Linked DNA regions of Mus musculus: all the other regions are linked to region 2. The links are chromatin contacts, called in public Hi-C, promoter capture Hi-C and targeted proximity ligation maps. All regions are on one chromosome and are shown on one strand. The core of a region is the stretch at or near the end of the contact, and the rest is flanking DNA. Distances in the headings are between cores, read along the strand shown. Region 1 overlaps Myof (myoferlin). Region 2 holds the start of Cyp26a1 (cytochrome P450, family 26, subfamily a, polypeptide 1). Region 3 has its middle 100 kb from the start of Gm52397. Region 4 overlaps Myof (myoferlin). Region 5 holds the start of Exoc6 (exocyst complex component 6). Region 6 has its middle 23 kb from the start of Gm41842.

What was found. Promoter capture Hi-C pulls out the DNA fragments that hold promoters and counts their contacts. Hi-C and Micro-C count contacts between places; a contact is called where the count stands out from the background.
Region 1: a targeted proximity ligation map of extraembryonic endoderm stem cells shows a contact between it and region 2. A contact is called at or near these places in 28 of 39 promoter capture datasets (the 3T3-L1 cell line, 3T3-L1-derived adipocytes, the C10 cell line and 18 more), 35 of 484 Hi-C or Micro-C datasets (the 3T3-L1 cell line, 3T3-L1-derived adipocytes, B cells and 21 more), 23 of 130 datasets of targeted methods (the NIH/3T3 cell line, acute myeloid leukemia, bone marrow-derived macrophages and 16 more) and 4 of 9 other capture datasets (adipose tissue, liver, macrophages and 1 more).
Region 3: a contact with region 2 is called in a promoter capture Hi-C map of second pharyngeal arch cranial neural crest. A contact is called at or near these places in 32 of 39 promoter capture datasets (the 3T3-L1 cell line, 3T3-L1-derived adipocytes, the C10 cell line and 19 more), 288 of 484 Hi-C or Micro-C datasets (the 3T3-L1 cell line, 3T3-L1-derived adipocytes, the 63-12 cell line and 137 more), 57 of 130 datasets of targeted methods (CD4 single positive thymocytes, the G1E-ER4 cell line, the HPC-7 cell line and 30 more) and 6 of 9 other capture datasets (adipose tissue, embryonic stem cells, embryonic tail and 3 more).
Region 4: a targeted proximity ligation map of extraembryonic endoderm stem cells shows a contact between it and region 2. A contact is called at or near these places in 30 of 39 promoter capture datasets (the 3T3-L1 cell line, 3T3-L1-derived adipocytes, the C10 cell line and 17 more), 156 of 484 Hi-C or Micro-C datasets (the 3T3-L1 cell line, 3T3-L1-derived adipocytes, the AML12 cell line and 71 more), 40 of 130 datasets of targeted methods (the 230-238 cell line, the NIH/3T3 cell line, acute myeloid leukemia and 23 more) and 5 of 9 other capture datasets (adipose tissue, embryonic stem cells, liver and 2 more).
Region 5: a contact with region 2 is called in a targeted proximity ligation map of embryonic stem cells, with 31 read pairs. A contact is called at or near these places in 17 of 39 promoter capture datasets (the 3T3-L1 cell line, the C10 cell line, the HPC-7 cell line and 11 more), 41 of 484 Hi-C or Micro-C datasets (B cells, the Ba/F3 cell line, ECoMG myeloid progenitors and 18 more), 13 of 130 datasets of targeted methods (astrocytes, embryonic stem cells, extraembryonic endoderm stem cells and 4 more) and 1 of 9 other capture datasets (embryonic stem cells).
Region 6: a Hi-C map of the G1E-ER4 cell line shows a contact between it and region 2, with 4 times the contacts expected there. A contact is called at or near these places in 2 of 39 promoter capture datasets (hippocampal neurons and liver), 2 of 484 Hi-C or Micro-C datasets (the G1E-ER4 cell line and embryonic stem cells), 3 of 130 datasets of targeted methods (embryonic stem cells, extraembryonic endoderm stem cells and pancreatic cancer cells) and 1 of 9 other capture datasets (adipose tissue).

The regions. Positions count from the first base shown.
Region 1 is chr19:37,897,826-37,902,012 of GRCm38.p6, forward strand. It overlaps Myof (myoferlin), which reads right to left. Exons shown (of 54, transcript NM_001302140.1): 52 at 3,999-4,108; 53 at 3,412-3,559; 54 at 1,211-1,942. The coding sequence ends at 1,904. Among named protein-coding and RNA genes, the nearest start is that of Gm52397, 86 kb to the right of the region's middle.
Region 2 is chr19:37,696,114-37,700,217 of GRCm38.p6, forward strand. It overlaps Cyp26a1 (cytochrome P450, family 26, subfamily a, polypeptide 1), which reads left to right and starts at 1,695. Exons shown (of 7, transcript NM_007811.2): 1 at 1,695-1,985; 2 at 2,178-2,402; 3 at 2,668-2,958; 4 at 3,038-3,196; 5 at 3,783-3,917. The coding sequence starts at 1,797. It overlaps Gm32342 (a long non-coding RNA gene), which reads right to left and starts at 1,433. Exons shown (of 3, transcript XR_003952929.1): 1 at 1,047-1,433; 2 at 615-750.
Region 3 is chr19:37,879,521-37,883,709 of GRCm38.p6, forward strand. No RefSeq gene overlaps it. Among named protein-coding and RNA genes, the nearest start is that of Gm52397, 100 kb to the right of the region's middle.
Region 4 is chr19:37,933,828-37,937,519 of GRCm38.p6, forward strand. It overlaps Myof (myoferlin), which reads right to left. Exons shown (of 54, transcript NM_001302140.1): 33 at 2,487-2,668; 34 at 2,234-2,392; 35 at 2,020-2,118; 36 at 933-1,094. Among named protein-coding and RNA genes, the nearest start is that of Gm52397, 50 kb to the right of the region's middle.
Region 5 is chr19:37,548,667-37,552,468 of GRCm38.p6, forward strand. Exoc6 (exocyst complex component 6) reads left to right here and starts at 1,752. Exons shown (of 22, transcript NM_175353.2): 1 at 1,752-1,899. The coding sequence starts at 1,799.
Region 6 is chr19:37,521,435-37,525,501 of GRCm38.p6, forward strand. No RefSeq gene overlaps it. Among named protein-coding and RNA genes, the nearest start is that of Gm41842, 23 kb to the right of the region's middle.

The DNA of each region.
Region 1 (4,187 bases), core at 161-2,660, 200 kb after region 2:
TGGCTCTGTTCCATGAGTGATGTAAGTGTCCCTGTTACTGCTGAAGTCTCTTTCTACCCATTGAGTTTGAAATTTCCCCTGTCTTGCAGCTGTGGCTTGGGAAGGCAGATGCATCCTCACACCTCATGTGTTCCTCCTACTTAATGAGTCTATGTCCTGTGTAAAGCTCTGTGCGGTTAGACGGAGGAGAACCCATTCTTAGGTCCATATTTGGAATGACAGTGTCCAGCTTTAATCCGTCGACTGCATTACTAAAACTACCTGCACTGAGAACCTTCTGGACATGCAGTGCTCTCACCTCTGTTTAGAGGAGGCACTATTTCTCCCAAGAGAGCTGTAAATCTTTATAAGGCCTGGTCTAGGATTCAAATCCAAGCCTGCTGCTCCATAGCACCCTGGAGTGCAGGCAGGTCTTATAGGTGGTTCCTCATCCCTCAAGGAACCTCCAGTCAGCAGTGAAGATGAGCCATAGCTCACAGCTACCAAGGGTAACATATAATAGCAGTGTTCAAATTCAGCTCAGGCTCTGTAGGAGGAGATTCAAGAAACTCAAACGCCCATCCACCCTCATAAACTATACTCCCGGTTGTACAAATATAAACTTTGCACAAACTCTTTGGGCTAGTACCATTGTGATGCATTTCATTATGTATCCTACACATTCAAATCCTTATTTTATGTGTCTATGTACCCTGAGAAAAGATAATTTTTAATCCCTTAAGTCTATACAAAATCTTTATCATCCACTGCTTTTTTTTTTGTTGTTGTTGTTTTGTTTTGTTTTTGTTCTTGTTTTTCGAGACAGGGTTTCTCTGTGTAGCCCTGGCTGTCCTGGAACTCACTTTGTAGACCAGGCTGGCCTCGAACTCAGAAATCCACCTGCCTCTGCCTCCCAAGTGCTGGGATTAAAGGCGTGTACCATCATAGCTCTGCAGTATAAGAGACCTTAAAAGAGGCTGGGGAATGTGCCTCAGTTGGTAGAGTACTTGCCTAGTACCGGTGAAGCATCACATCGGGGTGGCAGATCTGTAATTCCTGGGTATAAATCCTGACTCTATCATTTATTGGTTGTGTGGCCTTGGAAAAGCTACTTAACTCTTTTGACCATCAATTTCTTCTTCTATAAAATAGGACTAATAGCACTGTGGGCCTAAAGTTATGGGATATATTGCAGATTCACTGAGTAAGACACATGAAGATGTAAAAGGTTGTTACAACACTATTCATAAGTGTTAGCTTTATTACTGGACCCACGGGATCATGTTGGCAGCACACTCATAAAGGGCTTATGGTTGTAAAGGGCTTGTGGTCAACTGGAATGCTGTAGCATTCTGCCTACTAGGACCAGAGAAACTGAACCTGCCTCCCTCCCAACTTACTCAGAATAGAGGACAAACATCCATGTGTACAAGTGAGATAATTTTATTTACACTCAAGTTGCAAAGAGTCTCATGACATTTGTCCATACAAAATACCACAACAATGGTTGTGGGCACCAATAAGAACTGCTCTAACTATGCACCCTATCTTCTTAATGTAGTCTTTCCTCTTGATTACAAATAGGATATATGACGTTAAGATACAAGACATTTCAAATTCATTTCACTAACTGCCCAAACGAGTCATAGAATGCAGAGCACATTCAAAAGAAGATTTATAAATGGAACCAGCCACCTTAGAAATACTCGGAAAATAGGCTTAAAGTTTAGAAAATAAATGTTTTAATACTTAAAGATAACATGATAAAAAATGTTGCCTGTTGTCTGACTTTCTGGGATTCAGCCCCTCTAGGAATTTATGTGCCTTGGTGAAGTCTCCTGAGATCGTCTTGAACTTGAAATCACACATCAGTGTGTGAGGCAGGAGTTCTTCATTGCTTGCGTGATTGAAGGCGCTGCTTTCACTATGCATTCGGCCTCACAATCTTCATTGATAAATAGTTCTGAAAGGGAAACAGAAACGGTGTCAGTCCATGGATATGGCTTCTCAGATGGCCATGGTGCCATTTAGCTCGGCTGGGCAGTCCTGTGAGCCACTGGACAGTCAAAGCCATTCCTGGCCATTCCTTCTGGGCGCCCATAGAGCTCCGGTGTCTCTGAACACTGATAAACATCCTTGGCTGACATCATGTTCTCAAATGAGAGACAGCGCTTCATATGGGTGGGATCTGAGTCATGAAGAAACAACTATATGGATCTTTTTTAAAAAAAATAGTCAATAAAAGTAGAAATTGTGAATTGTCAATTGTGAAAATGTCACACAGGAGAAAATAGAAGACATGTGTATAGATGGCTGTATGACCATGCCTCCAAACTCAGAATGTATAGAGTCAATAGGGTAGTGGAAGTGAGTTTGGTGGGTGGAGTGGGGGGAAGTCTTTGGCATGCATGCTGCTGCTGCATCCAGGGTCATGAACTTTGCCGCTGCTCAGGGCTTCCCCTGCTTGGCCCATCACTTCTCCGGTGACTAAACTGCACGTAGGTGTTTCCTCAGTGAAAATGTCCTTAGCAATGGGCTACTGCAGTCAACCGTTCCTAGCTCTCTAAGACCTTCCTGCCCACAGTGCCTGTATGTATGCATGCTGCCTTCTCTTGGGTTGTTTCTTCTCATCTTTGTATTTAACTAGATGCCCCATGAGTTCCCTGAATAGGGGAATAAAAGCACAGAACCGGGACTGGAGAGATGGCTCAGCGGTTAAGAGCACTGACTGCTCTTCCAGAGGTCCTGAGTTCAAATCCCAGCAACCACATGGTGGCTCACAACCAACTGTAACGGGATCCGATGTCCTATTCTGATATGTCTGAAGACAGCTACAGGGTACTCACAGACATAAAATAAATTAAATCCTTAAAAAAAAAGTACAGAGTCTATGCACACAGCTAAAATTTCAATTTGGATTCTTAAGGTATCTGTGTGTGTGTTGTGAGATACAGGTCTGAAATCAAAAATGTGGTCAAAAGTGCCCAGGGAGGCAAAAGTAATAACTCTTTGGGGTTTGTTGAGGCTGTGGGGATCGCCAGCGTCTGAGTACGAGGTGGTTTGGGACAAGAAGGGTGAAAGCAGAAGTCTGGGGGGATGGCTTTGTGGGTAAGGTGCTCATTGTACAAGCACAAGGACCTGGGTTCAGATCTCCAGCACCACATAATACCAGGGCATGGGCTCTCCAGTGCAGAGATAGCAGAGCCATTAGTGAGAGACCACCATCCGCAAAATAAGGTGGAGTCTGACAGAGGAAGACACATGTCACTGACCTCTGGCCTCCATATATATATATATGTTAAAACCCAAGGATGTAACTTCCACCACAGGACACTGTGTTAAACTCTTCCAAAGCGAAAGGGTCACGACAGGGTTGCTGCCTATCGGCTGTAGAGCCATAGGGCTGCAGAAGCCAAGGCCCAGGTTTCGTACCGGAAGAGAGTACAGGAGCACAGCCACGAACAGCAACAGGATGAGCAGCAGAAGCAGGCCGATGATCACCCACTTGAACCGGCGCCACACGATGAAGCGCATGGTCTTGCAAGGGTTCGTGAACCAGAGGAAGGAGGTTTCCGGTCGGCTGCAATGCAAAGAATAGTTTCTCTCCTTAACTCATGAAGGACTATCAACCAGCATGTAGCCATTCAGGGATAGTGAAATAATCAATTTGGGACAAGATACAATTTAACAATTTCAGCCTCCCCTTTCTAATGTGCCCAACACCTTCCCAGTCTTTGCCATGTTAGCATCTTTTGTTAGCATCTGTAGTTGGCTGTGGATAGCTTAGGTCCCCACACCAGTTTCTAAGATGCCAAGGACGCCAAAGCCTGGTTTAATGGGGAAGGAGAGTAGTTAAAACAGACCACAACCCCCTACCCTCCCATCCCCCACAGCCCACCATGAAGAACAAAATTAGAGGGCCAATAATCCAGCCCATTAAACCAATCGGAAGGGGGCTTTCGGACTGCAGGTGTTTGGGGAGTAGACAACGTGGAGAAAGAACAAAGAAGGCCTCTCACTTTGGTGGGTCAAGCTTGGGGTTCATGTTGGGTTCACTCCGCCCCTTCCCGGCTGGCCTCTCGTCGGCCTCCCTCTCGTTGAGCACCTCCAGTGTCATCTCCACTTTCCCCTTCAGTAAAGCAGAACAGGTTTAAACACATGACATCACGTTTCACAAATATTTTTACTTCGACCCAAGGAATATTCCC
Region 2 (4,104 bases), core at 445-2,944:
CAAGATATGACAGTGGCAGCGCCCGCCTCCCCAGAGCCTCTGAAAAGCTGGTTAGAGATAGTTATAGGGAACCACTGAGTCCCCGAAATACAACCCATGGGCATCCCGGCTTAGAGAGTTGCTAAGTTTGTGCTGCCCGCAGGACCTTTGAGGTCATTTTATGACACCCCCAACTCCAGGGAGACGTTTAGGAACCACCGCAGGAGACCACATATTGAACAGCTTTCAAAAAGCAAGTTTTTCATCCCCAATGGACTCTTCCCAAGGGCTGCGGGTGTGTTTTCGCTAGAGCCCATGTTCAGTTCTAAACAAACACACGTCATTCTGTTAGTTTTCCGCGCCACTGGTGCATTCAGTGCCCAAATCAAGGCAATGTGTGGTGCTGACTGGCCAAAGCTTTGTGGCGGGAGGACATGAGAAGCCTTGTGTGTGTGTGTGTGTGTGTGTGTGTGCGCGCGCGCGCGCGCGCGCACACGCACCACGCAGTTCCCCTGTGCCCGTTAGTTATTGACTGAAGGAGCTGACGATTGAAGTTTCACAGTCAACCCCCAGTGGATTCCCATAACGTTCCCAATGGCCTGTGCCAGAAGCATAGGTCCAAACAACCCTCTTACCAGGCTCCGTGGCTTTACAGTGGATGGGATCTGGGAGAGTAGAGGGAAGGTTCTAGAACCCTGAAACCAGACCACTCTATTAGCGAACTCACAGCTGCCTTGTGGTGTAGACGAAGTGGAAACGATCAACTTTGTCCTAAGAGAAACAGACAGCCTGGTGACTCACCCAAGATACAGGCGAGCCAAGGTGGAAAGGGGGGTTTCCTCCCTGTATTCCTCCCCATATCTGCCTGGACTGGGGGCCCTCTTCCCGGCCGCTTGGCTGAGGTTGCAAGCCCCAGGGCTATAGGAATTGGGCCGGCTTGGCGGTATTACTACAGTGGAGGTTGACTTTGGAGCCTCTGGTCTCCTTAGTACCCCACCAGGGCTTAGAGAAGGGAGTCAGGCATGTGCAAGGCTGCACCTGGGGGTCCCAGAGACCTGGAGGCTTACTTGCTTTGAACTCGAAAGCAGGATTTTCCAAGTCTTCATGCGCTGGCTCGCCTGTGGGGCCCTGGAAAGCTAGCGTCCACGATCCGCCAGTCATACTTGACCTCCGAGACCGGCTAGGACCCTCGCCCTGGGATCTTCTTGGGATCCTCCCAGATCAGGAAGCGTTTGGAATCTCATTTACTCAACCGGTGGGTCAAGTCCATTGAACGATGATTCTTGAACGCGCTTTCCAAGCCAATGGAAAAGAGCCCACGAGGCGCCTGTGAATGGTGAGCTGGGAAGGCTTCGGGCTCGGGCAGCTGGTTCGACCCGGCTCGAGGGACAGCAGAGAGACAGCTAGGAAACCCAGGACTCCAAATTCCCACTTCTTGGAACCCCGATCCACAACCCACTCCCCCCGCCCCCTCCCCCGCCCGAAGCCGCACCGTGGTAACTCGGAGCTCTGCACACCTAGGACAAGGAAAGAGGTGTTCCTAGTCCCGCACCCCCAGGAGGCGCGCTCAGAGGGAAGCCGCCAGTGCGCCGCCTCTGCCTCGGCGCGGAACAAACGGTTAAAGATTTTTTTGGGCAGCGCCTCGAGGGGGGAGGAGCCAGGGGCCCGATCCGCAATTAAAGATGAACTTTGGGTGAACTAATTTGTCTGACCAAGGTAACGTGGGCAGTAACCTGGGCGGCCTTATAAAGAGGGCGCGCGGCGGGGTTCGGAGCTAGGGCGGCGGCGGCAGGTGGCGCGGGAGGCTGAAGCGTGCCATGGGGCTCCCGGCGCTGCTGGCCAGTGCGCTCTGCACCTTCGTGCTGCCGCTGCTGCTCTTCCTGGCGGCGCTCAAGCTCTGGGACCTGTACTGTGTGAGCAGCCGCGATCGCAGCTGCGCCCTCCCCTTGCCCCCCGGTACCATGGGCTTCCCATTCTTTGGGGAAACATTGCAGATGGTGCTTCAGGTAAGGGAGCTCGGGAAGGGACCTGACGCTTCCCCCGGAGTCCGCCTCAGCTCTGGGCCTGGGCTGAAGGTGGGATAAGTGTCCTCGCGAGGGAGGCGACCACGGCTTGGAAGAGGGGCTAGACGGAGACCAGATGCTCCCCGGCGCCCCCTCATGCGGGTTGCGGGTCTCTCTCCTCCACCTCCCTCTCAGCGGAGGAAGTTTCTGCAGATGAAGCGCAGGAAATACGGCTTCATCTACAAGACGCATCTGTTTGGGCGGCCCACGGTGCGGGTGATGGGCGCGGATAATGTGCGGCGCATCTTGCTGGGAGAGCACCGGTTGGTGTCGGTGCACTGGCCCGCGTCGGTGCGCACCATCCTGGGCGCTGGCTGCCTCTCCAACCTGCACGATTCCTCGCACAAGCAGCGAAAGAAGGTGAGGGTGAGCTGGCAACTCCTTGGCTGGCAGGGAGACCTCATCCTATGGCTTGGTTCAGGCAAATAGATGCGGGGCGAGGGCTAGTCCTATGTGGTGGGGACCAGGACCCTCTCTATCTGAGATCCACTTTAGCTTTTCTGCTAGCACGTGGGTTAGTCCTGGGGGGACTGAAATTCTTGAAAGGGTACTCGGAAAGGCGAAGGGGGGGGGGCTGAGGGAAAGTAGAGGATTGTAACACTCTCTGCTCCTGGGGGGTGCTCAGGTGATTATGCAGGCCTTCAGCCGCGAGGCACTCCAGTGCTACGTGCCCGTGATCGCTGAGGAAGTCAGCAGTTGTCTGGAGCAGTGGCTAAGCTGCGGCGAGCGCGGCCTCCTGGTCTACCCCGAGGTGAAGCGCCTCATGTTCCGCATCGCCATGCGCATCCTGCTGGGCTGCGAGCCGGGTCCAGCGGGCGGCGGGGAGGACGAGCAGCAGCTCGTGGAGGCTTTCGAGGAGATGACCCGCAATCTCTTCTCTCTTCCCATTGACGTGCCCTTTAGCGGCCTGTACCGGGTAAGGGCGGTTTGCGGAGTCGGAGTAGGGGAACGCAAGCTCGGGCATCCGCTCACCGCCACGCTCTCTCCGCGCTCAGGGCGTGAAGGCGCGGAACCTTATACACGCGCGCATCGAGGAGAACATTCGCGCCAAGATCCGCCGGCTTCAGGCTACAGAGCCGGATGGGGGTTGCAAGGACGCGCTGCAGCTCCTGATTGAGCACTCGTGGGAGAGGGGAGAGAGGCTGGATATGCAGGTGAGAAGCAATTTCAAAAGGTGCCAAGGGCCGGGGAGTGCCTCTGACTTTCCAGACACACTTTCTGGGGGTCTCCAAAGCCCTGTCAAGGCCCCAGCTACTTCCAAGTGGGCGGCGATGCTAGGTCTAGAGCTTTTCAACCTGTGGGTCGTGACCCCTTCACGGAGCCAAACAACCCTTTCAGAAGGGTCGCCTAAGAGCATCTGCATATCCGATATTTACATCAAGAAACATAACAGTAGCAAAATTACCGTTATGAAGTAGCAACAAAGATAATTTTATCGTTGGGGGTCACCACAACACGAGGAACCGTATTAAAGGGTGGCATTGGTCTAGAGAGCTGTGGAAGGGGGTGGCTGAGCAATGGGGAAGATCCCAAAGTTCAAAGGGCAAGGCTCATCTACAAAGGTTAAAGCGGAAGAGCAGGATTAAGGGAGTTTTGCGTTTTTGTTTGTGGTCTTTGACTTTCTATGAACAAAACGGATTTTACCCTTGAAGTCTTCCGTGCAATATTCTCAGGTCAGGTCTTTGTAACAGTGCTATAAACTGCACTCAGATCTGTATAAACTTCCGTTTTTATCCTTAGGCACTAAAACAATCGTCAACAGAGCTCCTCTTTGGTGGTCATGAAACTACAGCCAGTGCTGCGACGTCACTGATCACTTACCTAGGACTCTACCCACATGTCCTCCAGAAAGTTCGAGAAGAGATAAAGAGCAAGGTAGGATGATTCTAGAGGTTCCCCATTTGCCTAGGACATTCCTCTATTAACCACCACCACCACCCCCACTGTATATAAGTTTGCTCGATACACCCAGTACTATGACAGTGAAGATCTGAGAGCTAGGTGGGACTGTGGGGGAGAGACTCCACCTCGTGAATTTAAAAAGGCAGTTGTTTGTACTGGG
Region 3 (4,189 bases), core at 236-2,735, 180 kb after region 2:
TGTGTGAAACCCGTCAATTTGCTGGGAAATGGTAGCTGAGGCAAGAGAACTTTGAGTGAGTTCTAGGCCAGCCTGGGCTACATAGTGAGTCTGAATGAATGAATGAATGAATGGATGAATGAATGAAAGGAAGAAAGGAAGAAAGGAAGAAAGAAAAAAGAAAGAAGGTGCGTGAATTATTTTGAGTTAGTTTTCTTGTGGTAGGTGTAGACACCTCCTCTCTACACTGAATTGATCGATTTGACTTATTTTCATTGGCACATTTTCTTTTCATTTTTAAGATTTAAATTTTAACCACCCCCCGAAGCTTTCTTGATGTTGAAGACTGAAAAGTGTAATTTTCATTTTGTTCCCTGAGATAGTCAATGAGTGTCAAATAATTTCTCACTAGATATCTTCACTATATGGCCCTTTCATCACAAGTAAAAGTTCTAGATATGTTTACTCTCCTCTGGCTCCCTCTATTTTAGGACACTGCCCTCTCTCTTCTCTGCTCTCCAGGTAGGGTCTTGCTATGTAGCTTAAATGGGCTTGGAACTCTCCCCCTCCCTACTTCGGTCTCCAGAGGGCACGGTGATGCCCAACTGCATCTACACTTCCTGTTCCATGTACTATTTTAACATTTAGTAGGAAGACTGAACACTCACCGTCTCTGAACTTTTTCTAACCATTTCAGACATATTCATTTTCCCAGTTAAGTTTAACATCCATTTATCAAGACCTCGGCTCTCTTGATATTTAACTGGAAGAGAGATGAGTTGCAGGTTGATTCAGGGAGTGTGACTGGAAAAGGGGCTGCTTTTTCCCAACCCCCTCTCTTTTCTTTTTATATAGCTCATTGGACCTGTAAAGTCTACCCACCCCTGTCCCCAGCTCCTACACACCCCTTAGGAGAGACATCCCTGGGACCCTTTATCTTTTCAGCGCCTTCAACAAATGAAATACAAACTTGTGTTTTACTTCTGTGTCTGTTGTGCAGTGCCAGAGATCTGAGCCACAGACAGACTCTTGCACAGCACTTGAGGGCCCTGTCTGAGATGGGCCTCCCGTTCAGACATACTTCTCTTATTTGCTGACTGGGATGACTTTAAACAACAGGTCACCTTCTCCAGGGCTTGGGTACCCTCACTTGTAAGGAAGGGAGCTGGGCTCAGAGGTTAAAATCAGGTGCTGTTCTTTTAGAGGACCAGAGTTTGGTTCTCAGCCTCCCAGTCAGGTGGCTCACAACTGCCTCTGTGGATACCTGCACGTGCACGCTCTCAAGCACACACACACAAATGTGCACACATATGAGCTTATCCCCGAGGGATCCTCTTCATCTTCCCCTGAAGCTACCTAGCCAGGAGCTCTGAGGTGGTCCCTCTGTGGGGACTTTTCAGGGATAGCTTTGCCCTCATTGCATTTTCATGAGAAAGACCCTGGGTCAGCTCAGTGTCTCTGCTCCCAGCTGTGCAAACAAATACCTAGGTCAACCTTAATTGGAGCCCTCTGTGAGTCACTTTCAGGGACTGTGCCCAAACTCTCCCTAAGGGGCACCCCAGCCGGATGGTCAACAGCTTCTGCATCCACTGTCCGGCAGGTACCAAGCCTGCCTCTGGGTGGGCCCATGGGCAGTTTAGCAAGATGAATGAATGGCTTAAGATCACTTGGACCTCCAAGTGCAATTTGTGTTTGAGGGTTGCTGGTTTGAGATTTTTGTTTGTTTGTTTGTTTTTTATTCAAAAGTCCCAAATAAAAGAATCTTCGAGGTTTATGTTTTTTTCAGGGAGAAGACACAGACTGAATTCAATGCGATGCTGCTCTTTAGTAGACATGGGAGAAGATGCCTTGAGAGAGAGAGAGAGAGAGAGAGAGAGAGAGAGAGAGAGAGAGAGAGAGTATTTCTCAGAGAAATTAAGAATGTTGGCTGGCCAGCTGGCCAGGTCACCAGTTCAACCTCCTACCCAGAGTGGAATCTCTTCCATGCTTTCCTGCGGGCCACCATTGCACCCCACCGTGTTGATGGCTGGGTGACAGGCTCACACTCCCGGCTAATTCCAGCAGAGACACATTTACGGTTTAGTCTAATTGTTTCTCTAATTGAAAGCCAAGCAGATAAGCACTGAGCTCTTTCCCATGCAAAAGAAGCTTTAACCAGAAGAAACAGACCAAAGGCAAAAGAAAGCAAGGGCTGGCCCAAGCTGGCTTTGGCGACTTGCATCATAATGCATTTGAGTTAATTTGACTGGTGGGAGTGCTTAGTTACCCAAACACTTTAATAGGATTGAGGTTGGCTACTCTTGAGCCTTGCTCGGATAAGAATGGACTAGCTAAGCCCTCTTTTCTTTAAGCAAACAGCTCCCACACTTGTACAGGCCAAAATAATTAAGTAATTAGCAAAGGCATTTGTCAAAATGCCCGGTGGGGCTGACCAAAATGACAGCTTTGAGAAGACTGAAGAGCTTGCAAATGGTATTTTCTTGGAGCCCCGAGTTGGGGGTCAGGCTTGGAGTTCGTGAGTGAGTGCCTGCCTGGGACTCTGGGGTCCCAGCACAACCTTTGGGGTTCAAGTTCACTTCCCCGTGGCAAAAGCCAAGCTCCTATTTCTAAGGAGGCCTTCTTGAAAGGCCTTTGGAACATCAAAGGACCCTCACTCTGCAGAGACTAAGTAAAAAATAAGGGAGTCATTTTCCTTTTCAAAGGATTGAAACCGTTAGGCAGCCAAGTCCAGGGTGGAAAAAAAAACATTTGTGGTTTTCTGAAATTAAACTACAGGAAATGACTGAAAGTTACAAAGCAGTCCTGCAACACTTATTTCATACCTACTGTGTGCACAGAAAGCTCCTACATTTTCTGGGGGTACATAAGGGTCTGTACAACAAAGAGGCTTGCTTGTGTGTCAAGAGAAATTCAGGATTGGAGAGAAAAGACAATGGTGCTGTGCACATGGTGTCTTCAGAGCTCACAACAACCTACTGTGTGGAGGTTTCACAGCCATCATTAGGGCCCCAGTCCAAGGACAGATCAACAGGGATGAAAAAAAAAAAAAAAAAAACAACCCAGACTGGGTAAAACTCATAAGACACCAGAGCTTTGGCTGTGAAGAGCCAGAGATTAGGGAAAACTCTCTTTTTGTGCTTGAATTTGATGAAGAATGGGCAGCCATATTGACATGTGGTTGGGCAAAGTATATATGACCTGCTGAGCAGATCTGTGGGTGTGTAATCTTAGCACTCAAGGGAAGTCAGGAGGTGAATTTTTGCTAGCCTGGGCTATAATAGGAAGACCTTGTCCAAGAGAGGGGAGGAGGGAAGGAAGGGGAGAAAGAAGGAAGGGATGGGGAGGGAGGAGGAAGAGAGGGAGGAAGGACATGATGTAAGGGAACAGAGCACATGGAAGGGGAAACCCAGCAAGGCCGGCCTTTCCCATTCTCCTTGGTCCCTCTGGAGGCCATTTCTTCTACCTTGTTTAGGTAACTAGGAAGAGAAGGCCACTAGATTTCTGGGAAGTCAGGACTTAAAGTATACTTTTAACCCTAGGACTCAGCAGGCTAAGGCAGTAGGATTGCCTGAAACCTGAGGCTAAACTTGGGCTATACAGTGAATTTGAGGCTAGTCTGGGCTGCATAGTGAGACCTTGTCTTAAAAGAAACCCAAGCCAACCTGGGTATGGTAGTACACACCTTTAGTCCCAGCACTAGGAGGCAGAGACAGGAGGATCTCCGTGAGTTTGAGGCCAGGCTGGCCTACATAGAAAGTCTCAGGCTAGCTAGGGCTATATGATGAGACCTTGTCTCAAAAAAGAAACGGAGGGGAGGAAATAGGAAGGGCAGGACTGATGAGATGGCTCAGTAGTTGAGAGCACTTGGCTGCTCTTCGGGAAGATGCAGGTTTCATTCCCAGCACCCACACGGAGACTCTCAACCATCTGCTGTAACTCTAGTTCCAGGGGATCCAACACCCTCTGGAGCTCAGGTTGGTTAGGTTGAGAAGAACAACTGGAGGTCATAATACATGTGATAAGCCGGTGGGTCAGGACTAGGGTGATAGAGAGTTACGGGCTTGGTGTTCTAAGTCTTGGAGGTAGAGTTACTTCATAGGACGTGAGTGGTGTCTGGGCTGGGGGGGGGGATTAAAAATTACAGAAACTTAGAGGGCCAGAGGTCAAGGGGCCAGGGGATATCGATATTAGTTAGGTTCTGAAGTTTTCT
Region 4 (3,692 bases), core at 709-3,208, 240 kb after region 2:
TCTTCATTGCCTCAAACATGAAGGAAGGAGTTGTAGCACTGGGCTGGAGTTGCAGATGAAACTAGACCATGGTCCCAAGCACAGAAGGGTACACACTTGCTCTGAGGCCAGGGAAGCCATTTCTCCTCTCTAGGCCTCAACTGCCTCAGATGCAAAATGAGAGGTTAAACCATGTGGCCCCGATGTTCAAGAGTAGTGTGTTGGGGATATGAAGGAAAATGAGCTGTGGAAAGGAAATGGAAAATTCTAGTCTTCCATCTTTATATGTCCTTATTGTAATCTTTTACATATCAATGCAAAGATGAATTTTTTTATTTATAAGAATTAAGGTTTGCTGGGTGGTGGGGGTACATGCCGTTAATCCTAGCACTCACTAGGCAGAGGCAAGCAGATCTCTGAATTTAAGGCCAGCCTGGTCTACAGAATGAGTTCCAGGACAACCAGGGATAAGCAAGAAAGTTAAGAATTGAATTTCTTTCAAAATGGACAAGTTGGGTGGTTTTCACAAGCTCTAGTTATAACAGGTGGAGGTGTGTGAGTCCCATCTGACACCTCACAATTCTGACAATAAACTTCAAAGGATCAAAGAAGGTTCCATAGTATGGACTCAGACACAGACTATTAGGGCCATGCCACATCACCCACACGGAAGTCCTCCACAGCTGTTCCTTCCTAGACATCCAGATCCTAGTGGAAAGTTCTGGTCCACGTGCATTCGCACTAGTTAACAATCTGGCCTTGAGGGGTTCACTAAGAGCCTATAACAGAGACCAAACACTTTCTGGAGAAACAAGCTCTGCTCATAGAGGGGCCATTTGGAGCTTTCAGTAACTAACTACAGATGACCTAAGGAGGGAGAAGTCTCCGGCACATTTACTATAAGGCTGGGTTTTCCCACTTGCGTGGGCTCGTGCAGAGTCTAGATACTGTACCACTTTCATGAAGAGAACAGAACTTGGGAAGTTGGGTGTCTTCTTAAGGCTTTTGATCACCACCGATTCTACTCTCTCTCCTCCGCATTCCACCACCAGGCTGGGTGATGTGACAGAAGCCATCTGGTAGTTTTTCATATTTCTTAAGCCCCAAGCTAGGATCTGGGGAAACAAGTTAAAGAGAAGGGAAGTAAACCTGACATATTACACACACACAGATGCACTCACACACATATGTGAGCACACACATACACACAGAGAGTCACATGCACGCACACACACACATACACACGTGCACACACATATATGGAAAAATCCAATCTCAATCACAGAACACAGTACAGTCTTTAAGATGGAGCGATGCACATTCGTCTAAAATACCAGTGCATATTCTCTTCAGGTGCCTGTGGAAATGCAGAGAAAGTGGTTTTGGCCCTTCCCTTTTGTCAGAACTGCTGTAAGTGCTGCCGAGTCAGTCAGCATCTCTAGATCTCACCTGCAAACAGGACTCATGTGATCCACTGGGGGTGGGGAGTGGGGGCAATCTGGAAGATCAAGTCTAAACCTCTTGCATGGTAAATGACCTGCAAGCATTCCAAACTGGTAGCAGCTGTTTGAAGCTCCCTGTGTCTGTTTTCGAACGCACAGCAAAACAGAGGCGCTAACAATGCTTCCCTTATCAGGACCCCGTCTATCTAGCTAAGAGGTTATCTCCACCAGCCTGGGTCTGCCCTAATTATCTCCCTGGTCGCCACTGTGGGCTGCTTCCCCCACCCCCACCCCCACCCCCGACCTCCTGCCTCCTTTGCAGACCTTCTCCTTGTTCACATGGCACTTTCTCTTGGGTTATCTTCTCTTTCTCTGGTGAATTCCCCCCAAAAGAAAGAAATCCCTGAGATCTGCTTCTTATTGCTTTGTTAAGATGTCTACTTTCTATGACTATTTATTTCCATTGGGGGAGGGTGTGAGCCGATTTTATAGGAAGTTAGAGACAGCAAGAAAGCATGCAGCACAATGCATGCCCTACACTAATGGTCCTTGACACACCCTTTGGCTTGGTCAAGTAAAACTCAGAGAGAATACATACCTCAATGGCAGTGAGCTGAACCACAGGCCTGATCCCCTGAGGGACCATGTATAAGTTTGGTGCTCTTTGAGAGGGGAGGATGGGAAGGTTGGAGCCATCCTGTGGAACAAACGCAGGCTGTCAACACTTCCCTTTCATTAAAGCAGAGAGTACCTGGAATGACTGAGGTGCTCTAAGCAGCTCGTGGAATCCATGAGCAAGAACAAAGCGATACCTTGTTCCTCAGAATCAACTCTGCTGTTACGAGGACATCCCCACAGGCCTTGTCTCCATTCATAACAGGATGCCAGAGAAGCTTAGGTGTGATGTCCGTTTCTGAGTTCAGTTTCACCAAGGGAGAGCAAATGCTTCGACCTAAAAATTCATCTTTGCCCTAGAGAAGGAAACCCACACTGAAACTCCTGGTCAAATAGCCCTGCAGACGACTGTCATGCCCCCAAGTCATCATAAACTGTCCTGTTACCTACCACTTGGTCATTGTCAAAAAGTTCTATGGTAACGTTGGGTGGGTTCTGTAGAACTGTTTGGGGTTCCCCAAAGATTTCAACCTCATCGAATATAATGGTTTGGTCCCAGGTGGGATTCAGGGTGGAGTGGATGATCTCAGTGGTTTTGCTTCGATGGAGGAAGGAGACATGGGCGTATGGATCTATGCACAGAAAAAGATATTAACAGTAGAGTCTCGGAGAAGTCGAGCTCCTATGACAGTGCGTTTCAACCAAAGACTTTTCATCTGGACATAGTGGTCATATGTTTTCACCACCCCTTTGAAGACAAGGAGTTCTGAAAGCGGGGCACCACAGAGGACAGTATCATGGTGAGAAGTGCCTAACCGAAGGCCCTGACATGTGCAAAGGATTGCTTCTCTGGAGTGCACTTATCCTCAGCAAGGTTCATTGGGCACACAGTCTTTCACATACATCATCTAGAATACAAGCTTCGCAACCAGACACATCTGGCCTGCTGTGCCCCCGTGACCTTGAAAGAAAAAGGTTTAACCTTTCTAAGCCTCCGTTCCTCCCTCTTTGCCACAAAAGTAATTTCTGTTTTCCTATTGAGTAGAAAATGGGATGACATGAACATGTGAACTGCCTAGAACAGAGCCTATTATCCATTTCATTGGTAAATACCGGTTATTTTTATATTTTTGTTTCTATGTTTTTGATAAACTGACAAATATAAGTTTATTTTATGCTTTTGTTTCTACTGTTATCTATACAGAAAGTTTTGTATTTGTATTTGTATTTGTATTTGTATTTGTATTTGTTGTATTTGCTGGGTTTCAAGAATATAGCAGTAACTAGGAAAGGTTTAGTTGTTCTCAGAATTTACAGCTTGCAACAGGACTAAAAGTTTTCTTTTGCCCCACTGATAAATCTTGTATCCAACTGGGATACAAACATCAGTGAAGATTTTTCTAAGAATTCTGATTGGATCTATAGTGAGACAGTGTCCCCTGGTGGATACTATTTGAAAATGTCCTAAAAAAAAAACATTTTGAAGTTTTGTTCTACAGAGTAGGATAATCTTGATCAAACTTTTAGACCAGATCTAGATAATCTGGTCTAATATTATTAGGAAAGGAAATAATTCACTAATACTGTGTAAAAGGAGTGCTTGGGATATGAATAAGAATTGACACAGTGCATGATATTATCAGACAAGTGTTTTAA
Region 5 (3,802 bases), core at 502-3,001, 150 kb before region 2:
ATCATGTGGTTGCTGGGAATTGAACTCAGGACCTCTACTCGCTCCAGCCCCGACAATGTAGCTGTCTTCAGACATACCAGAAGAGGGCATCAGATCTCATTACAGGTGGTTGTGAGCCACCATATGTTGCTGGGATTTGAACTCAAGACCTTCCGCAGAGCAGTCAGTGCTCTTAACCACTGAGCCATCTTTCCAGCCCCAAAAACTTTTATTAAAAGGGGGCCGGATATGATGGTTCATACCTTTAATCCCAGCACTTGGGAGGCAGAGGCAGTCAGACATCTGTGAGTTCAAGGCCAGCCTGGTCTATGTAGTGAGTTCAAGGCTACCAGAGCCACACAGTGAGAAAGTCATAGGCAAAGACTATGATAGCATTTGGAATCTGGCAAAGAAAAGGAACAAATTCTTTCCTAGAGTCTGGAAAAAAATGCAGTTGTGTCGCCATGTTGACTATAGCCCAGTGAGCATTCTAACAGATTACACTTGAGTCATTTTATGCTCTGGCATTTGTTACAGAAATAATGGAAGTTAATATAATATAGGATGTAGTACAAGGTAGATACCACAGTTATTAGCAGCTGCGGCTGGGGACACTGAGATAGAAAAGTATTAAGTTTTGCCTAGTGTCACATGACTGAGTGGGGTTTGGGACAGTTGTCTTCAGAGGACATGTTCTTAATTGTTTCTCAATATCATCTCCCAGGATTTCTTATGGGGAGGAAGAGGAGGAGGAAGAGGGAGAAAAGGAGAAGGAGGAAAAGGAGGAAGAAGAGGGAAAAAGCTGGTAGTAGAGGCCCAGGGAAGAGAGTGAGTCTGACAGCTGGCTCGTGCAAAGCCTGCCTGACTCACAGGGAAGCTCAGAGCTCCTGAACTTAGGGAGAGCAGAAAATTAGTTGTCCCTCTGGCTAGGTTTGAACTCTTTTCTGACTAATCTTCCATCAGTGCTTTGATCATGACAAGCTGGTTTACACGGTGTCCTAGATACAGGTTGTTAAGCAAGCCTCTTTTTCTACATGTGTCCCTTTGCTCAAGCCACCTGCCATTTCCTTCTACCACTTTATTGCTCATTCTTTCCCCCTAGAAGTCTATTCCCACCCCAGCCCAGCTACCACTCCCTGGGAGCGCTTGGATTCAAGAGCTTCAGCATGAAATCCAACATTGCCCTGGGCCTCTTTTCTACGTTGCCAGCAAGCGCCTTAGTCTTGTTCTCATTTTCCCTCATTTTGATAGTTTATGTCCAATATGACTAACCTCGGTGAACTTGCATCCGGCAGGGGACACGATTTTTTCAGAGCAGTCGAGGTATAGAATTTTTGTTTGTTCTTAAAATAAATCTCAACGACACACTCAGTTTTGATTTTCGGGAAAGCATTTGCTTTTCTCTGACTCCCCACTATTTAAAGCCCATCAGGTGCTCAGTAGCTTCTATCACTATTACTGAGGGCGTGTGACCGAGGGTCACCTCCGTTATTGCTAGGGTACCTGCAGTGCACAACAGCACACACTGCACTAAAACATCTCTAGATAACTAAGGGCAGGTCGCGAGGAAAGATGGAGGTGGTGGTTCCCCTCCCCTCCCGGCCACCCCCCCCCCCCGCCCCGATCCCCACCCTCTCCAGGTCATCCTTACCTCCCCAGGGGCGGGCTCCACCCGGGCGGGCCCCACCCACTGCGCCCCACCCCTCCAGGCCCCGCCCCTCCCCGCCCCGCAGCGCCGCGCCGCGCTTGCGCCACCTGCCGCTCGCTCCTGTGGTCCGCGCGCCGCCGCGCCCGGCCGGCGCCTCCGCTTCCAGCCAAGATGGCGGAGAGCTGCGAGGCTCTGGGCACGGTCCCGGAGCACGAGCGGATCTTGCAGGAGATCGAAAGCACCGACACCGCCTGCGTAGGGCCCACCCTCCGGTAAAGTTCTCACATGCCCCGGCTTTCGGGCTGCCCTGACCAGGGACTCCTTAGGAGCCGGGCGGGGCGTCCGCTGCCGGGTGCGCGCGCGTCGGCCCGACAGGTGGTGCGCGCGGGGGCGGGCGCTCGTGGGCTGCGGGACCCGGAGGGCCCGGGCACCTGTCACCGCGCCGCCTGTGGGTGTGGCTGCCAGGGTGTCTCTGACCCGGAGAGCCGCCCCAGCCTAGGGCCTTGATGCCCCAAGGCCCTGACCCCTAGGCGGAGGCTGTCTGCTCTGTGCTGGGGACGAAGGTCACCTGCAGGTGGCCGGCGTGACTGATCCCGGTGCCAAGTTGCGCGCTGATGGAAACCCCAGCGCACTGACTGCTCTGGGCGTGGGAGAATTGAAATTGAGCGGGAGACGCCAGCACCTTTCTCCCACGCTGCAGCACCCTTCTCCCCGGGCGAGACGCGAGCGTGGGCTGACAGCTCGAGTTCACGCAGGGGTGACGATGCTCTTGGGACAGGAAGCTTTTACTTATTGACAAACGTTATGTTGATTTTGTATTAAAATTTCAGCGTATTTTAAATGGATCCAAACCCACTCTCTTTAGGAATAGTACCAGTTAATGAATAGTCCATACCGGACGGAATACTTTCTGCCCCCATAGACTGGTACTGGTACAGAGCTATTAGCCATTAACACTAGGTTAGACACTTCAAGGATTACAATTTCATCTTTTGCAATTAGGATGAATGAACTTGTGGTTCATTAAGGGAATTTGAGACGGATTGTGCTTTGTCAGTAGTCTTTCTTCAGGACACACTTCCTGGAAATGGAATTCTGTTTTCTCACTGTAAATGTAGATAAAATGAAGTCAGTTCAACTTGTAAATTCACTTTGCCCCAGGGAGCCAGATCATGTGGTGTGTTTCTTGTTTCTTTCTCATAAACCTGTCACTGATGACTGAAAAAATCATTTAACCCCCTTGGCCTTGTTTTTGTATTTGTAGAACGGGGTGGGGTTGGGGTGGGGGTGGGGGTGGGAAGTTGTTTAGAACATGAGAGATCTTGCCCATTTATTCTCTACCTCCAAGCACTTAATAGGCAGGTTATGTTTTTTTATTACAGAAAGTTCCTGCTATGATATGCAAAGGCCTCATTAGTATCTTTTAATTTTCTTTTTCTTTCCTTTGTTTTTGTTTGCTAGACAGGGTTTCTCTGTGTAGCCCTGGCTATTCTGGAACTCACTTTGTAGACCAGGCTGTCCTCAAATTCAGAGGTTTACCTGCCTCTGCCTCCCATGTGCTGGGATTAAAGGTGTGCATCACCAATGCCCAGCTCCTTATTGTTAATTTTCTTACATGAATTTTACATATACAGTAGTTTAAAATAGGAGTCAGACTCAAAGAAAACTTTGTGACATCTAGATTCCACTGAAGGACCTCTCCAGTCTCATAGGACAGCCATTCCTTAATGTGTTCATGAAGCAGTTCATTTGCCAGGGGTCAGGAAATGCACTTTTGTCTTTGGTAGCTACCCAGCCAGTGTGGACTAGAAAATGAATCCTCATTGGTATGTTACCCCTGGTTTTCAGGAGGCTGGAAATCAAGTCCCTTTGTTGGACCCTAGGAATGATACACATCAGGACTGGCCATCACCCAGTAGGAGTGGCTTATAATAGAGGTCAGCAGTTTAACGTATTTTGAGACTATTTCACTATATTGCCTTGGCTGTCCTGGAACACACCATGTAGATGAGGCTGGCTTTGAACTCACCAAGATCTACCTGCCTCTGCCACAGCTTGTTGAGATTGCTACCATTCTGGTCAAGTTTTAAATTATATATTGTCTGGGTGAGGTATCCAAACATCCTGACGCCCACTAGAGAATAATCTAGTAGCTGTGCAGGTGCATAGCACATA
Region 6 (4,067 bases), core at 1,212-3,711, 170 kb before region 2:
TGTCTCTGTCTCTATCTCTGTCTCTCTCCTTTCTGTCATGGACAGGGTCTCCTGTCGGTGAGGTCAGCTTCAAACTCTATGCTCTCCTGCCTCCATCTCCCAAATGCAGGGCTTCTGGGCAAGCGCTGGACATCTGGTCTCATTCTGGATCCCTTATCTCTATGGCCCTTCTGGCTTCTCAGCTCTTGCCTTGTATATTTCTCTAGGCCCTTATCTGTTGTTCTGTTGTGAGTGGATTATTTTATACCTTTATTTTTCTTCTCTTCCCACCTCATTGTTACAAGGACCTTGCTTCCTGTCTACTGAGAAAATAAAGTCAGCAGAAGGAAACTTCCATAGGTTTCCACAACCTTATAGATCCACTGACCAACATTTGGGTTCATAGACTATATTCTCTCTCTCTCTCTCTCTCTCTCTCTCTCTCTCTCTCTCTCTCTCTCTCCCTCCTTATTTTGTCTCCTTTAACTCCCCTCATCTACAGAAACTGCTCTTGTAAGACAGCCACTGCAGTGGAGTTTTTCATCTTGAGGTAACCTGAGATTTGAACCCACCCTTAGGATAGGAAGTAGAAGGATAGGCGTAGCCTGGTTGTCTAGTGACTTGGGGGGGGGGGCAGACAAGACCTAGCCTGCATTAGTCACATCTAGAAGTGTTTGTGAGTTTTCAATTAACAATATAATTTGTACTGAATAGAAAATTTGGTATAAAAGTAATGAGACTAAACGTATAGGTGTTCACTAAAGAGAAAGTTCATTACACCCAGGTTCTGAGGATGAAAACATTGTTACTATGCTCAGTTTCATTTACTGAGATGACATCATCACCATCATCATCATCATCACCATCATCACCACCATCATCATCACCATCACCACCACCATGATCATCACCATCACCACCAGACACATTTCTGTGCAACACAAACTTCAGATCTCTACAAAGGCCATTACTACTCTACTGCGAGAGCAAAAGAACCAGAAGGTTTTCTGAGGAATCAGAATTTGGCCAACGTGATATTGACCTATATTTGGACTTTTAGACTTATTTTTTTTTTAAATTGTTTGTATGCATGAGTGTTTGTGTGGAGGGTTGTGCACATGAGTGCAGGTGCTCCCAGAAGCCAGAAGAGGACACTGGATCCCCTGGAGCTGGAAATAAGAGGCTACTCTGAGCTGCAGGATTGAATTTAAGGGTTCTCTCTCTACACAAGCGGTAGATGCTCTTAGCTGATGAGCCATTTCTCAGCCCTGAAACACAGTCTTTTTTTTTTTTTTTTTTTTTTTTTGATACAGAGTTTCTCTGTATAGCCCTGGCTGTTCCTGGAACTCACTTTGTAGACCAAGCTGGCCTCAAACTCAGAAATCCTCCTGCCTCTGCCTCCTGAAACACAGTCTTAAACCTTAAATTTCACTTCCACCTCCAAGGCTATTTATTAACTGTAAGCCTAGTTATAAAGAGAGACTAGTTATAGGTGTGGAGAGATAGTTCCAAGATCTTTGTTCTGTGAAATTCAGGTCAGGGCATGTGGACACGGCTCACCTTTAAGATGACTTCTGATTGGTGGAAAGATCATGTTGCTTCAAATGCTGCCACTCACACTAGCTTAAATAATATATGCGTTTTTATTAACTATTTGAGAGCTTCTTACAATGTATATTGATCATATTCACTCGGCTTCTTACTAACTCCTTCAAAATCTCCCATCTCGATATGTGTCCTTGTAGATGTGTGTATATTTATTTATTTGATAATTTAATAATCCATCAACTCAATCATGTGCTATTAATTTATCCTTCTGGGTGTGGGGCCATCCACTAGAGTGTCACATTGGTTTTGGAAAGCCATTTAAACCCAACGTTTCTTGATAGAATGGGAATTTCATGGAGGGTGGGTGTCAGGGCTGCTGAGAGGAAAGACTAAGGAGCGAGCAGCAGGCTTGGCTGACATTCTACAAACACTTGAGCGTTTTGAAACGTGCTCACTTTCTGCAAAGGTTACTGTCAAAATACCGCACTTCCTCAGCGAGCCCCTGTATGCCCACACACTGATTGTTTTAGGATGTGACCAACTTCTGTGGAGTTGAGCTCGTTGGCTTCATTTTTCCCTGCAACGTTTCCTCCGTACTCATTGATTTCCATGGCTACACGATGATTGCTTCCTGAGAAACAAAAGAACACATGTGTTTAGAAGCGAAAAGGAAACATACAGATCACCTATTGAACCTCAGCCCTGGAGAGCCCCGAATAAATGGAAACTTTTCTTTCTTTCGGGGTGTGTTTGAGGCAGAAAGGATCTCAACAGTCATTCTCTTAAGTTTTACTCTCCAATTGTTGTCCTTGGGAGGGGCCAGACTCTGTCAGGGACTGCAAACCAAACTGACTCCCACAAGTTCTGTAGGATAGGCTGTCCGCAGAATCAACATTTCTGAGCAGTTGCAGATCTGGAGAAAATGATAGCGGGTAATGGGAAACTTGAAGAGATAAAGGGTAGTGAAACCTATTGTGGTCAGGCATGTCTGCAATCCCAGCATGCATAGGGCTGAAGCAAAAAGATCATATTCAAAACCAGCTTGAAGTATTGTGAGAGCTATCAAAAAAATAAAATCAGCTAAATAAGTTATTCTGTCAACAAACCAACCAAAAGACAACAGCATGGTGCAGGAAGAGATAACTCACCATTTGAACTGATTTTATTTTATTAATTGAGGATATCAACAAACATTCACAAAGACTTCCATGTGTGAAGTCCTGTTCTAAATGCTCTGAGAACAAAGGTGAAAACACCTAGAGATGAAAAAAATTTAGCCGGGCATGAGGGCACACACTCTTAATCCCAGCACTCTGTGAGTTCGAGGCCAGCCTGGTCTACAGAATGAGTTCCAGGACAGCCAACGCTACACAGAGAAACCCTGTACTAAAGGAAAAGAGAGAGAGAGAGAGAGAGAGAGAGAGAGAGAGAGAGAGAGAGAGAGATCCTGTACTAAAGGAAAAGAGAGAGAGAAACCCTGTACTAAAGGAAAAGAGAGAGAGAGAGAGAGGGAAGAGAAGAGAAGAGAAGAGAAGAGAAGAGAAGAGAAGAGAAGAGAAGAGAAGAGAAGGAAGGAAATTCTTAGTTTAGTATTCCAGATACAGCCTCTGAGTCTTGTCTAAATATTCTCTGTACAATTTGGGACCTGTAATGGCTTTGAGGAGAGGTCAGGGCTGTGCGTGATGAGCCTTGAACACACAGAAATTCATTGACTAAAGTAGACATTTCGAAGCCTGCTCTGAATAACAGAAACTGCATCCACCAATACCTGCAGACACTCAGGGGAGAGCTGGAAACCAGAGCTTGGCGGAGACCGACTTGGAGAGGGAGAGTCAGGTGAGGACCTCCTTGCTGGGGACATTACTGTTAGCAAGTGGGTGTTCAGTGCATGGAGAGGGCTTCAAGAAGAGAGGAGAGAAGCAGAATACAGTAGTTATGGGCAGATCTGTGTTCAAATTCTGCTTCTGGGGTTTATAGATGGATCCTTCTAGCTAGTGTGTGTGTGTGTGTGTGTGTGTGTGTGTGTGTGTGTGTGTGTGCATCACTGATATTGACTGCAACTGGACCCCATTCCTCTAGCTCAAGCTGAAACAAAGGAGATCTTTGTCTACTGGTGTAGTCAGGGTTTCTCAAGGACTTGGAGCACAGTAGAGGTTTCAATTGTTTTATATATATATATATATATATATATATATATATATATATATATACACAAAAATGTGTGTATATATACACATATATACAAAAATGTGTGTGTATATATTTTATATATATGTATATATGATGTGTATATATATTATGTACACACACACACACATATACACATATATACATATAGTTATTTTTTTTTTAAAGATTTATTTTATTGATTATATGTAAGTACACTGTAGCTGTCTTCAGACATTCTAGAAGAGGGAGTCAGATCTCGTTACGGATGGTTGTGAGCCACCATGTGGTTGCTGGGAATTGAACTCCGGACCTTCGGAAGAGCAGTCGGGTGCTCTTACCCACTGAGCCATCTCACCAGCCCACATATAGTT